Linked DNA regions of Mus musculus: region 1 is linked to region 2. The links are chromatin contacts, called in public promoter capture Hi-C maps. All regions are on one chromosome and are shown on one strand. The core of a region is the stretch at or near the end of the contact, and the rest is flanking DNA. Distances in the headings are between cores, read along the strand shown.

The links. Promoter capture Hi-C pulls out the DNA fragments that hold promoters and counts their contacts.
Region 1: a contact with region 2 is called in a promoter capture Hi-C map of pre-B cells. The contact joins the promoter of Uqcrfs1 here to the promoter of Mrs2 in region 2. A contact is called at or near these places in 3 of 39 promoter capture datasets (cranial neural crest, pre-B cells and second pharyngeal arch cranial neural crest) and 1 of 115 datasets of contacts at active chromatin or transcription factors (astrocytes).

Annotation. Positions count from the first base shown.
Region 1 is chr13:30,542,294-30,548,292 of GRCm38.p6, reverse strand. It overlaps Uqcrfs1 (ubiquinol-cytochrome c reductase, Rieske iron-sulfur polypeptide 1), which reads left to right and starts at 2,977. Exons shown (of 2, transcript NM_025710.2): 1 at 2,977-3,259. The coding sequence starts at 3,046.
Region 2 is chr13:25,018,832-25,024,371 of GRCm38.p6, reverse strand. Mrs2 (MRS2 magnesium transporter) reads left to right here and starts at 4,055. Exons shown (of 11, transcript NM_001013389.2): 1 at 4,055-4,290. The coding sequence starts at 4,128.

The DNA of each region.
Region 1 (5,999 bases), core at 1,728-4,227, 5.5 Mb before region 2:
GCAGCATCCATGCAGGGAGGACTGGATTTGACCCTCCAAGGGCCAATTATGTCCACTGCTAAAAAGTGGCATTTCACTTACCTTCAGGCGGAAGCATCACTCTGCAGTAGATTTCTGCACCACCCCCCACCCCCCACCCCCGCTAAACCTGCTCCTGAGCTACATGCCTTCCTCCTCCCAGCTGAAAACCCACTGCATAGGCACCAGCACCACGGGATTCAGAGGAAGTGGCTTGGGGAAAATGATGGCTCCCATTTCCCAGGACACAGCAATGAGCATGTGATCTGCTGTAGTAGAGACAGTAGGATGTGATGAACATTTTTAATGCAGCTTTGGGTTGGAGTATGGGCTTCCCACTGATGGTAGCTGGTGGAGCCATCTTACAATCCCAGCTCCCTTGAGAATCAGGTACATAGACCTTCTTGGAGCCTAATTGCACTTTGGTCTGGGTCCTGGTCCAACTTAGACCGGTGATAAAATTCCGTGGGCTTTAGTTTATTTAGATTTCTGTTTCCTTGAATAAGAAAATAAGTTATCAGACTGAAAGTGTCTTCTTTTCAAAAAGGAAAAACAAAGGCAGACAGACAGACAATAGGCAGCTTCTTCAGCATGAGTGATTTGCACTCTACAAAATCTGTCTTAATATTTAATCCCAAAGCAACATCACTAGGAGGTCAGGGTTTGAGGAGTTGACTGAGGGAACCTGTTCCCTTGTGTTGCTTCATCTTCTACCATGTATGGACACAGTATCCTTCCTACAGAGAACACAGCAATAGGACACCTTCTTTGAAGAAGGGAGTTGTACTGGTCAGCCAACTCTCCCTACTGGTGGTCCCTTCATCGTGGACTTCCAGTTTCCAGATCTATAAGAAGCTTTTTTTTTTTTTTTGATTCTTTGAAAATTATCCAGTCTCAAGAAATTTTAAAGAAAATGGCTGGTGAGATGGTTCAGCAGGTAAAGGTGGATGGTCTATCTGAGGTCTATCCTCAAGACCTGTGAGATAGGAGAGGACCGACTCCCACAAGGTGTCCCCTGACCTCCAAATGTACAGGATGGGACACTTGTGCCATGGTGTGTAGAGGACACAAATGCAAACACATATAAGTAACTAACTAGTCTTAGAAATTTAGTGATAGCAGCACAACCAAGATAGCAACAGTAGGAAAGGAACTTAGCAGGTTTCTGTTAGTTTTGAAAAGCAGGTGAACTGAACCCAAGTCAGAGGTCTGAAGCCCAAAGCTTGAAAACGTTTCAGTAAGATGCAATGGGCCATCCTGGCTCTTGTAGGAGAACTGGCCTCTGACATCCTCAAAAACTGATGACGAACAGACCTATGCCTGGCCCTGGCTCGTCCTTGTTGGGTGGTTTCTCAGCTGAGGCTGTCTGTCCAGGGCCAGCTCAGATGTATATGGTGTCATATGCATCTGGAAAGCTCCATGGTCCATCTCTTGTCAAGCACTGGCACCACCAGCAGCAGTTGGCATCTAGCTGGGGATTTGGTTCCATCATGAGACAGAGCCACAGGCAGGGGCAGTTTGGGGTGAAGACTTCCATCTGGAGATTCAGCTGAGAGAGAAAAGGTTAGATTGATCTCTGCCATGGTGGATATTCACTCCTGGTTCCTTAGGTGAGATCTACATGGAGTGCATGCTTCTCTGGGGTTATCCCAGGTCCTGTCCCTGTTCAGAACATAACTGAATGAAGTGACAGTGACAAGAAAGGACCCAGACTAGGCAGCAAGTATCCTCCCTGGCTAAGGACACCTGCAATCATTCCTCTGTGAGGGCCCGGATCTCCTGGGTGTTGTTTTACATTGCTGCTATAACAAACATAGTGTCTTAAAACAACACAACTACATTGTTTTACAATTCCAAAGGTTTAGAAACCAGCCAAGGTCCTAGAGTCCATGTATTATACAAGCATCATATCACAATCATGCCAGAGTGTGCAGTGCTTAAATTCTTAGTTTTTTTTTTTTACTGTTTTTTCTTTTTAAACCCTAAAAGAATAAACGAAGTATTTGGTATAGAGAAAGTTGTATGGATGAGAACTTCATTCTTTGAAAGTGAATGCCATCTCTAAACTCAATTGTCTGTGTGAACTTGAAATCAAGGTTTGTTCTACTTGGAAAAGTGGAGATTTTCAAGTGTAAGAGGGATTAACGTTTATTAGCACCTCACAGAGACTTTGTTAGTGGTGTAGTCAGAACTGAAAGAGAAGTTAGAAAGTTGGCAGTTTTCTCACTATGTGAAGGAGAGTAAGAGTCCCTCCCTTTTGTACTGCTGAACATCACTTGGGAAACCCCACTTGTTCAGAAACAAACAAACAAACAAACAAACAAAAACCCCTCAGGGGTCTACAATACTCCACTGCTTCCTGGCAATCTATGCAGAGCAAAGGGTCTAAGGACCAGGTCCTTCACTGGTAAAATGCTGGTATCAATAGTGTTATTTCATCAAGATCATAATTACAAATGAACAACGAAGGAAACTACCAAATCAAAAGCGTAGTAGATCATGAATAATCGTAAGCCACCGTTTTGTTTTGTTTTGTTTTGTTTTGTTTTTGTCAAACCTTGCATATAGGTTTCTGGCTCTTTTGTTGTAAGAAGATCAAAATCGTCTTGGCAAAAGACAAAAAGCGGTTGGTATTTATTCTAGGTGATAGGCGTTAGGAAGTAGTAGTAGCCTGTTGTTTTTTTTTTTCTCATGCCTCGGTCGTCCCCGATTTAAGGTTTTGCCCTAAATGAAGGATCTCAATCACGACCACAAGAAATCCCTCCCGACTTCGGTTTTCCTGGGGCAGGGCGACCGAGTCAGACACCAGAGTGTCTCCAGGCCCTGCCCTTTCCTGCCCGGGCCCCAACCTGCGCCCGAAGCCACGCCCCCAACGCGGCGTCCCTCCCGATTCGCTCAACCTTGCGAAACGCCCTTTCCGGCGTCGCGCTGACGTCACAAACCCTGCGCCTCCCGCTCCTCTTCGGGCCGTCGTTCGAACGAAAGGTCGTCCCTGTGACCGACGAGGTGGTTTGAGCAGCTGTCGCCATGTTGTCGGTCGCCGCCCGCTCGGGCCCGTTCGCGCCCGTCCTATCGGCCACTTCCCGCGGGGTGGCGGGCGCGCTGCGTCCTCTGCTGCAAGGCGCGGTGCCCGCCGCCTCGGAGCCACCTGTTCTGGATGTGAAGCGACCCTTCCTGTGCCGCGAGTCCCTGAGTGGCCAGGCCGCAGCCCGGCCTTTGGTGGCCACGGTGGGCCTGAACGGTGAGCCGGCTTCGGAGTACCCCGATCTCGTTCCCTGCGGCGGCGGAGGGCGGTGTGCTGGGATGTGGTGGGCCGGCCGCGGCTACCTTGGCAGGCCGAGCGCTCCCCGGAGCAGGCGGGCTCACGGTGACGGGATGCTCCCGTAGCTGCATCCCCCAGGAGTCAGGAGCCGGTCTGCACGTCAGTCTGGGTTCCCTCCTCAGGCTTCACTTGACTTTCTTGATTAAGATCGGCCTCCCTGTATCATGGCTAAGATACTGTTAGTTACAGGAATTTGACCTTGGGCAAGTTTCCTCGATGTTACCACAACTTTGTAGGGGTGTTGTGAGTCTTACACTAGAGAATTCTATGTAAAGCCATTGGTACGGTTTAGACGATAAGTGTTCAAAATAGAAATTGAAACAACCATGTAGGAAGTTGTCAGTGTACTGGTACAGTCGCTTTTCAGCATCTTAACTCCCTAGCAGCCCCATCCCTATAGACACAAAACCAGCCCTGTCAGTTCCACTGTAGGGGATCAGCAGTGGTTTCAGATACCAGGCTCTACGGCTTTCATAATCTTACTTAGTCGTGAAGGCGAGGCAGTCAGAAATGATACTTTTTTTTTTTTTTAATACAGAAAACAGAGGTGAAGTGACCCACACAGTGGGAATCTATGCAGTGCGGTCTCTTCCTAGTTTATCTAAGTCTGCTTCACATTCCCTTGTGACTTAAAAATCTAGAAAGCTTTCTGGTGTCTCCTGAAATGTGGGAAGCTGCACTGGGCTCGTTTGGTTTCTGCTCCGATAGTTGACTGACTCTTCACTTTTTCAAGTAGATTAAACCTTGATTTCAAGTTCACAGGGACCATTGAGTTTAGAAATATCATTCACTTTAAAAGAATGAAGATCGCATCCATATAGCTTTCTCCTCTATACCAAGCAAAGTAACATACTATGATTGTTCAGTGTATTACCTACTTGGCACTGCTTGGGGTTGAGTTTATGACCTTTCTACATGTCAACCAAATTGCCTTCTTAGACAGCTTTTCACTCTGCATTCATTCTAATCCTGCCTCTCTGTCTGTCTGTCCTGCCTCTCTTTGAGGCAGGGTCTCACTATGTATCCTAGGCTGTCCTCAGACTCAAGGTCTTCCTGACTGTCTTCCCAGAGCCACCATGGTTAGCTTTTCCTGCAGATTTTTAATGATCCCCACTGGGTTTGCTGTTTATCTCTATTTTAGCCATTAACCTTAATGTCAGGTCAGATTACAAAGTTTACTTTTGCTGATATCTTGATGTCATTATAGCATGTTGACACTCTCCTCTCTATTGTTGAGACTTCTGGCCTTGGTTTAAAGCGGTAGAATAATAGCTCCTTAGTTTTTGTCTCCCATTATCAGGTTTTGTATACATTTGAGTCAAGATCTTTTTTCAGGGTAAATGTGAAGGGGCACTATTGGGTCTTTGAAAAACTTTTCAGGACAGAAGTGTAATAACTTACCTTGTTCTGAGTCTGTTTGGGTTAGGGGATCAGTAGGTAAGAAGTGAGGAAGAGAAAATTGCAGAGGTGAAAGCGTTACTTCAGTTTGTCAGATAGCCGAAAGGTTTCTGATAAAAATTGGTGGTGTGCCTGCTTCATGAAAGCATTTTCCAAACCAGACAATGTAGAAACAAAGCCAAAACCTTTCCTGAAATCATACTTTACATCGTAGCTTAATTGCCCGTTAAAATCCATCTGGGTGACTATGGAAAGATAGGTAGTGACAGAATGGGTGGATTCAGATTGAGAGTGTGTGGAGGAAAATGTCTGCATATGGGAAAATCTCTTTCATGCAGATTTCTAGGTACCTTGGCTTTACAACTACGAAAAGTTTACCTGCCTTAGATTTCCTCTATTTTGAGGTGATATTTCAATAACTGATCATGTATCATGTTGGAATTAAATTAAGCACCTATGCTTAATACAACTTGTGCAAATTATATAGGAAATGACTTTTGAAACAATTTCCTAAAGGTCCCTTGATTGATAATGGTGATGTGTAACTTGCTGTACAGAGAACAGTTGATAACTGGATTTTTTTGTCACCAAAACTCTTGCAAATGAGTCATTCTGTGTAGTGTTTTTAGTTACCTTGTATTGTTAGGAGGTGGTGGTTGTGGCTGCTGTTGAGTGTAAAACTCTGAACTTGGCTCCTTTCTGTTTTAGGTATGCAACATTTTTTTTTTTTTTTTTTAAGAGTGATTCCAGGCATTGTCCTGGAGGAGTAATTCTTACTTGATTCCAAATGCCAGTTAACACCATCACATTGATATTAGGTAGGGTAATACATAGTTCATGTGATGTGAGTCCGAAAAGTCCAAATTGTGACTCTTAGGTTGTCACTACACATCTTGGTTCCTCCCCCAAAATGATAGGGTTATCAGAAATGTAATTTTGATAGTTTTCATTCTTGTTTGAATTTGTGACTTCCATAAAGTTACTCACTTTGAACTCATGTAAAAAGTAGGTGAAATATTAATATTTGGGTATTGAGGTCTCTTAGGATGAGACCTTTAAAGACCAAGATAGTAATGCCACGTTCAGTGGCATTGTATGTTATGAGTAGATCTTTGTTTTGAAAACTTTTTTCCTGAAAATAAAAGTTTTTTCTTTTTTTCCTTTTTTCTTTCTTTCTTTCTTTCTTTTTTTTTTTTTTTTTTTTTTTGAGACAGGGTTTCTCTGTGTAGCCCTGGCTGTCCTGGAACTCACTTTGTAGACC
Region 2 (5,540 bases), core at 2,806-5,305:
ATCTTTAAAAACAGACAAATAATATATACAAGTCAAAATGATTTTCAGGGGCCTAGAGAGATGATGGCTCAGTGGTTAAGAGCATTTACAGATCTATGTTAGTGGCTCACTACCATCAATAACTCTGGATCAAGGAGATTCAATGCCCTTTTCTGATATTATTGTATTTATATAGTTATATATACATATTACATATTATAAATATAAGTAAATACAAAAATGCATTTCTACATTTAAAAGGGTAAATTTTAATAGTGGTAGGGTCTAGCACTATTAGTTTTGCAAACTTTATTTATTCATTTATTTATATTGTTAAACATATTAATTGCATGCCCATGTTTATAGATACATTATTCGCAATAGCCAGAAAAATGAGCCAGGCTTGATGCCTATCAATGGATGAGTAGATAAAGAAGATGTGGTGAAGATACACAGTGGAATTTTATACTGCAGGGGGAAAAAGTAAAACTGTGACCTCTACAGCAGAACAGAAACCAGAAACTGGAGACCACTGTGCTAAGTGAAATAAGCCAAACTTAAAACAACAAATACTCACATGTCTTCTCTCATACATGGAACCTAGATTTAAAAGTGTATGTGTGTTTGTGTACTATAAATTACACATTTATGTTCGTATTAGTTCATGAAGTGATAAAGGGACTCACGAGAGGAGAGGGATATATCAAGGGAGATGGGAAATGGGGCAGTGGAGTAGGTGTGACAGGGAAGCAAAAGAGGGGTGGACTGAGTGTAGACAAAGTCAGCTTGGGGGAGGAGCCAAAACGGCGGGAGGGAAAGGAGCAGAGGAGAGTATAGAGACACACAGTAATGAAGAGCATTGATGCTTAGCCTAAAATGTTAATTTTTAAAATGAAAAACACAGAACTTAACAAACGAATATGATCCACTGCAATATTTCTACACGTGCATGCAATGTGAGTTTTGAAATTTTGATTCCCCCCCCCCACTTAGGGCTTTTTTCGTTTTATTGACCATGGATTCTTTTCTCATATCATACATCCTGGTTATAGTTATCTCTCCTGCCCCTCCCACTTCCTCCTCCTCCATGCTGTGACAAGAACAAGGCAGCCCTCACCAGAAACCAAACTGACAGAACCACCTTGCCTTGGACTTCCAGCCTCAAAAGTTTGGGGCTTAATAAACCTTTTTTTAATACATAAAGTTCTTAGGGTGGTGGAACCCCAGAGATAAGCAAGCTGAAAGAGCCAATAGCTCCTACTACTGCAGAAACCAACGAAAGGGAAACAGCTGCCCCAACAGGTCCCAAGAAGCCAGGTGTTGTCCACCTCTGAAAAGAGGGAAGCACCAGATGGGAGAAAGGCCAACCCTCTCAGAGGAGCCTTCAGTTCCAATGACGGCTGCCCTGAATGATGAAAGCTGAGAGGGCTTCCTGGTGGAAGACCTTCAAAACACTTTTATTTGTTCCTTAGAGCCTGAGTAGAAATGTCCTGTGGGGTGCATCATCGAACAAGAAAAGGACTGACAGCTGATAAAATAGTCTCTGTTTTCCAAGAGCTGGTCTTATTTACAGAGTTAAAAATATTCACAGGTCAGAGTAAAAGGAGGCCCAGAGGGGAGGGGAACGTTTCTCTAGGTATAAAAACCCTAGCAAGCCCCATGGAGGCAGGGACAGTGGGCATGGGAGCTACTGGACAGACTGAGGCCATGGGACAGGGCTGACTGTGGCCAGGGAAGTTAAGGGCAAAACGCTTCTCCAGCCAGCAGGGTTGGGCCTGGCTCTTGGCCTGCAGGCTCCATCATGGCTTTGATCCTGGCAGGTGCTCCAGGAATTGCATAGTGTTGCAGAAAGTGTGGCTGTCCCCAAGCCCTGGCCCATAGCCACCAGGCACCCGCTTCCTGCAATGCATGGCTCACATGTCAGGGTTATCAGGACGCTGATCATTAGGGCTGGGAGCTGGGATTGGGAACAAACCAAGAGGAGAAGCAGCAGATCTGAGCCCCCACAAAGGGTTGCCCTAGGAAAGCCTCAATGTGGCATAGAAAATGTTAACTTTATTTGGTCTGGAAGCTTTGCCCTCTGCCATAGTCAGTAGCTCATGACTCCTTTCTAAATAAAATTGTCCAGAACACTGGTGTTGACTCCAAATGTCCCAAACCAAAAGATCTCTTACATCTTTAATAAGCTTTTGCCAGGCAACCCAAAGAACTTAGAAGGAGAGGGATCTCCGAGCTTCGCAGCTTAGAGGAGGTGCAGGATAGGATGTGAGGCCCTAACCCTGGAAGCGGATCCTACCGGTCAACCCCACCTTGAGGCTTAAGCAGCGTAAAGTTCAATCCCACCTTGAGGTGTAGAGGGGACTAGTTAGGATACAAGGCAAGATGGATCCCCTCTGCAGGAGACCGATTGATTTTGTTTTTCGGATAAGGCTAGCCTGGACCTTACTATGTAGCCGAGGCTAGCCTTGACTCTAGTTGCTCAGCTTCCATTTCCCATGGGCTTAGGTTATAGCACATACCACTACACCCAGCTTGACGTTGGTTTGATTTTTTTTTTCAGATAGAATACTATAGTCATGGGTGGGTTTTTTTGTTTTTGTTTTTGTTTGTTTGTTTGTTGGTTTGTTTGTTGGTTGGTTGGTTTGGTTGGTTTTTCGTTTTGTCTTGTTGCAGTTAACCTGATGTGCTGTTTGTCCATTTTCTCCCTTAATTTGCAGTGGCTTTACCTTTTCTTTTAACAACTTCATGGTGGAGAAAAGTCCTAGATTTGGTGCTAATTCTAGGGCTGGATACAATGACCTAATATGTGCTTTACTGCTCAGACAGTTTTGAGTCCTGAGTAACAACGTGCCACATTGGCCTGACATGTCCAAGGTGTTCTGTTCAATGTCCTAACCCTGCTTTTAAAAACCTAAATAAAGCCGGGCATGGTTGGCGCACGCCTTTAATCCCAGCACTCGAGAGGCAGGGGCAGGCGGATTTCTGAGTTCAAGGCCAGCCTGGTCTACAGAGTGAGTTCCAGGACAGCCAGGGCTACACAGAGAAACCGTGTCTCGAAAAACAAAACAAAATAAAACAAAAAACCAATAAACATAAATTGGACTATTAACAAGACCATGTGTCTGAACAGCTGCCAGCACTTGCCCAATGTTTTTCAAAGGTCATGTCATGGTGCGGGGTAGGGGGCGGCGGCAATGAAGTGTTTTTTAAATAATTATTTTTCTTGAATGACTATTTCCTGGCACATGTTTTTCAAAGATTTAGCACATCAAAGTTCTAATGAAGTGAAACCTCTATCATGTCCTTTCTGTACATTCAAGGCTCGTCCTACTAGCAATGCTTAAAGTACTTCTAGCTCTCGGTGTCCAAGCCAAACATCCATGGTCTCTTCTGGAACTTTCCTTTTGTCCACAGCTTCCCACTGTTCTACTCAATCCTTAGTGCCCGGCAAGATAAATAGTCCAACATCCCCATAGCTCCATGTTCATATATCAGTGAAGAAAGTTCTGAAACTCAAGTCTGTCTTTAGTATTGTGATGTAAACAACAAGTCTATTGACAAATATTTATTTTCTCTGGGGGCGGGCTGAGGGGTGTGATTAACTAGACTGATATCAAGTAGTGCAGACTGGCCTTACACTCTAGTTAAGAATGACCTTGAACTCTGGAGGGATTGCAGCTATGCGCCAGCACACTGCTCGCTTGGGCTTTTCCTTGTTCTACAGCAAAAGCTTAACGCACTGTCCCTTCAAAGTGAGTTTTAAACACAGTAGCCTTAAATAAAACTTATTTGATTTACTAATAGTGGTAACTTCCTCATCTCCCAACTGTATATTTGTGCATACATAGATACATAGGGGACCTTTCCAGAAAGTAGAATCAATCCGCAGCTCCTCGAAACAATGGACACTTTCGGAGCTGAGCTGCTTTGGTCAGTCTACCTTCACACTTGCACGTCCTGGCTCTGTTACGGACGCAGACCGGGTCGGCAGTCACCAGACACCACGCCGGAGCATGCGTGGACGGCAGCGCGCAGGCGCGGGACGGCTCGCGCAGGCGCGGTGCGCGGTTGTCGCGGTGAGCCGGTTGACCCGAGTTCCGGCATGTCGGACCGGCGTCCTGGGGCGGCTTCCCGGTTGCCCGCGCGCCATGGAATGCCTGCGCTGCCTGCCCGGGCTGCTGCCCCGCGCCGCGCAGCCCCGGAGGGCCCTGTGGACGGCGGTCGCGCGCCTGAGCCTCGCTGCCTGCGGCGGCCGCGCGACCCCTTTGCGCTCCCGGAGCCCGAAAGCGTCGAGCACAGCCCGCGCTGCAGGTACGCGCGTCCCGCGGGGCCCCGGCGGCCTCTGTCCCGCCTGCCCTTGGCCCCGCCATCCTCACCGCCGCTCGGCCTTGCCGGGCTCACCCGGCCCTCAGTGCTCCGGCCAGCACTGCGAGGACTTGATTGCGGTTTCTTGCTTATTGGGACAGGGTCTCCTTGTGTTGCCCAGGCTGGCCGCCAATTGACAGCAGTCCGGTCTCATCCTTCTGAATGAAGCCGTTAGAAGCGTTAACCGCCTCATTGGCTACTTTCGTTTGTTTTGTTATTGTTTTAAAATTAGCATTTAAACGGCCTTCTCTGAGTTTGTATGTGGAGGTCAGATGACAGCTTGCTCGAATCAGTTGTCTTAACGCAGGGCTTGGCGGCATGCATTTTGCTGGCCATCTGCTCAGCCCAAAGTAAAGGGTTTATGACAGCACTTTTATACATACTTTTTCCTGAAACCCCCTCATCCTACTGGCCCTTTTACTTCCTTATGCTCCCTTCTATTTTCGTGTCCCAGAATTCTGTTAGGTGGGAGTTTTGTTTGTTTCGAGTCGTGGTCTCACAGTAATCCAAGCTGGCTTGAAACTCTGCTGTGGAGCCCAGACCAAAGTCGATGTTGGGCAGCAGGAAGCTACAATTAGCAAGGTTGGGGTGTTATTAATTCTGTTTATTATGTTACTTTCTTCTGGGCACATTGATACAGTTACATAGTTGCCTTGGAATAAAGTAGGGAATTCCTAGAACTGAGTTTGAATGTGAAGCCAGTGATGAGCATTAATTAACCCTTGGCGAAGTCTACTCTGCAAGTAGCCAGCCAAGGGAGCAAAAAACGCTGGGGGAAGACAGAGGAGTCTTTCTTTGCTGATGCTTTGGTGAAACCTGAGGACAGCGTTTTCCACAAATGTGACTGCACAGAAACAGTCCTGACAAGAGTGGTTTGGGCTACTACTCTTTTTTGAATTGTACTTAAATTTTTCCCATAATGAGCTGCTGTCAGTCAACACCCCCTTCCCCACACCCAGGTCTTTTGCCACAAGCTTTTTTCCTCCCTTGATAATACTTGGGAACCAAGTGGTCTGTAAGACCCAGGAACTTAACTTGTGACTCTTGTCCCTAGAGCTTACATGGTAGAAGGAGAGAATAGACTTCTGACTTCCACAGTACTCAAACACACCCAATAAACAAATGTAAGTGTTATTTTATTACTTTTGTACAGTGCTTTGGACAAAGCCCAGGGCCTTGTGCATTTTAGACAGGCA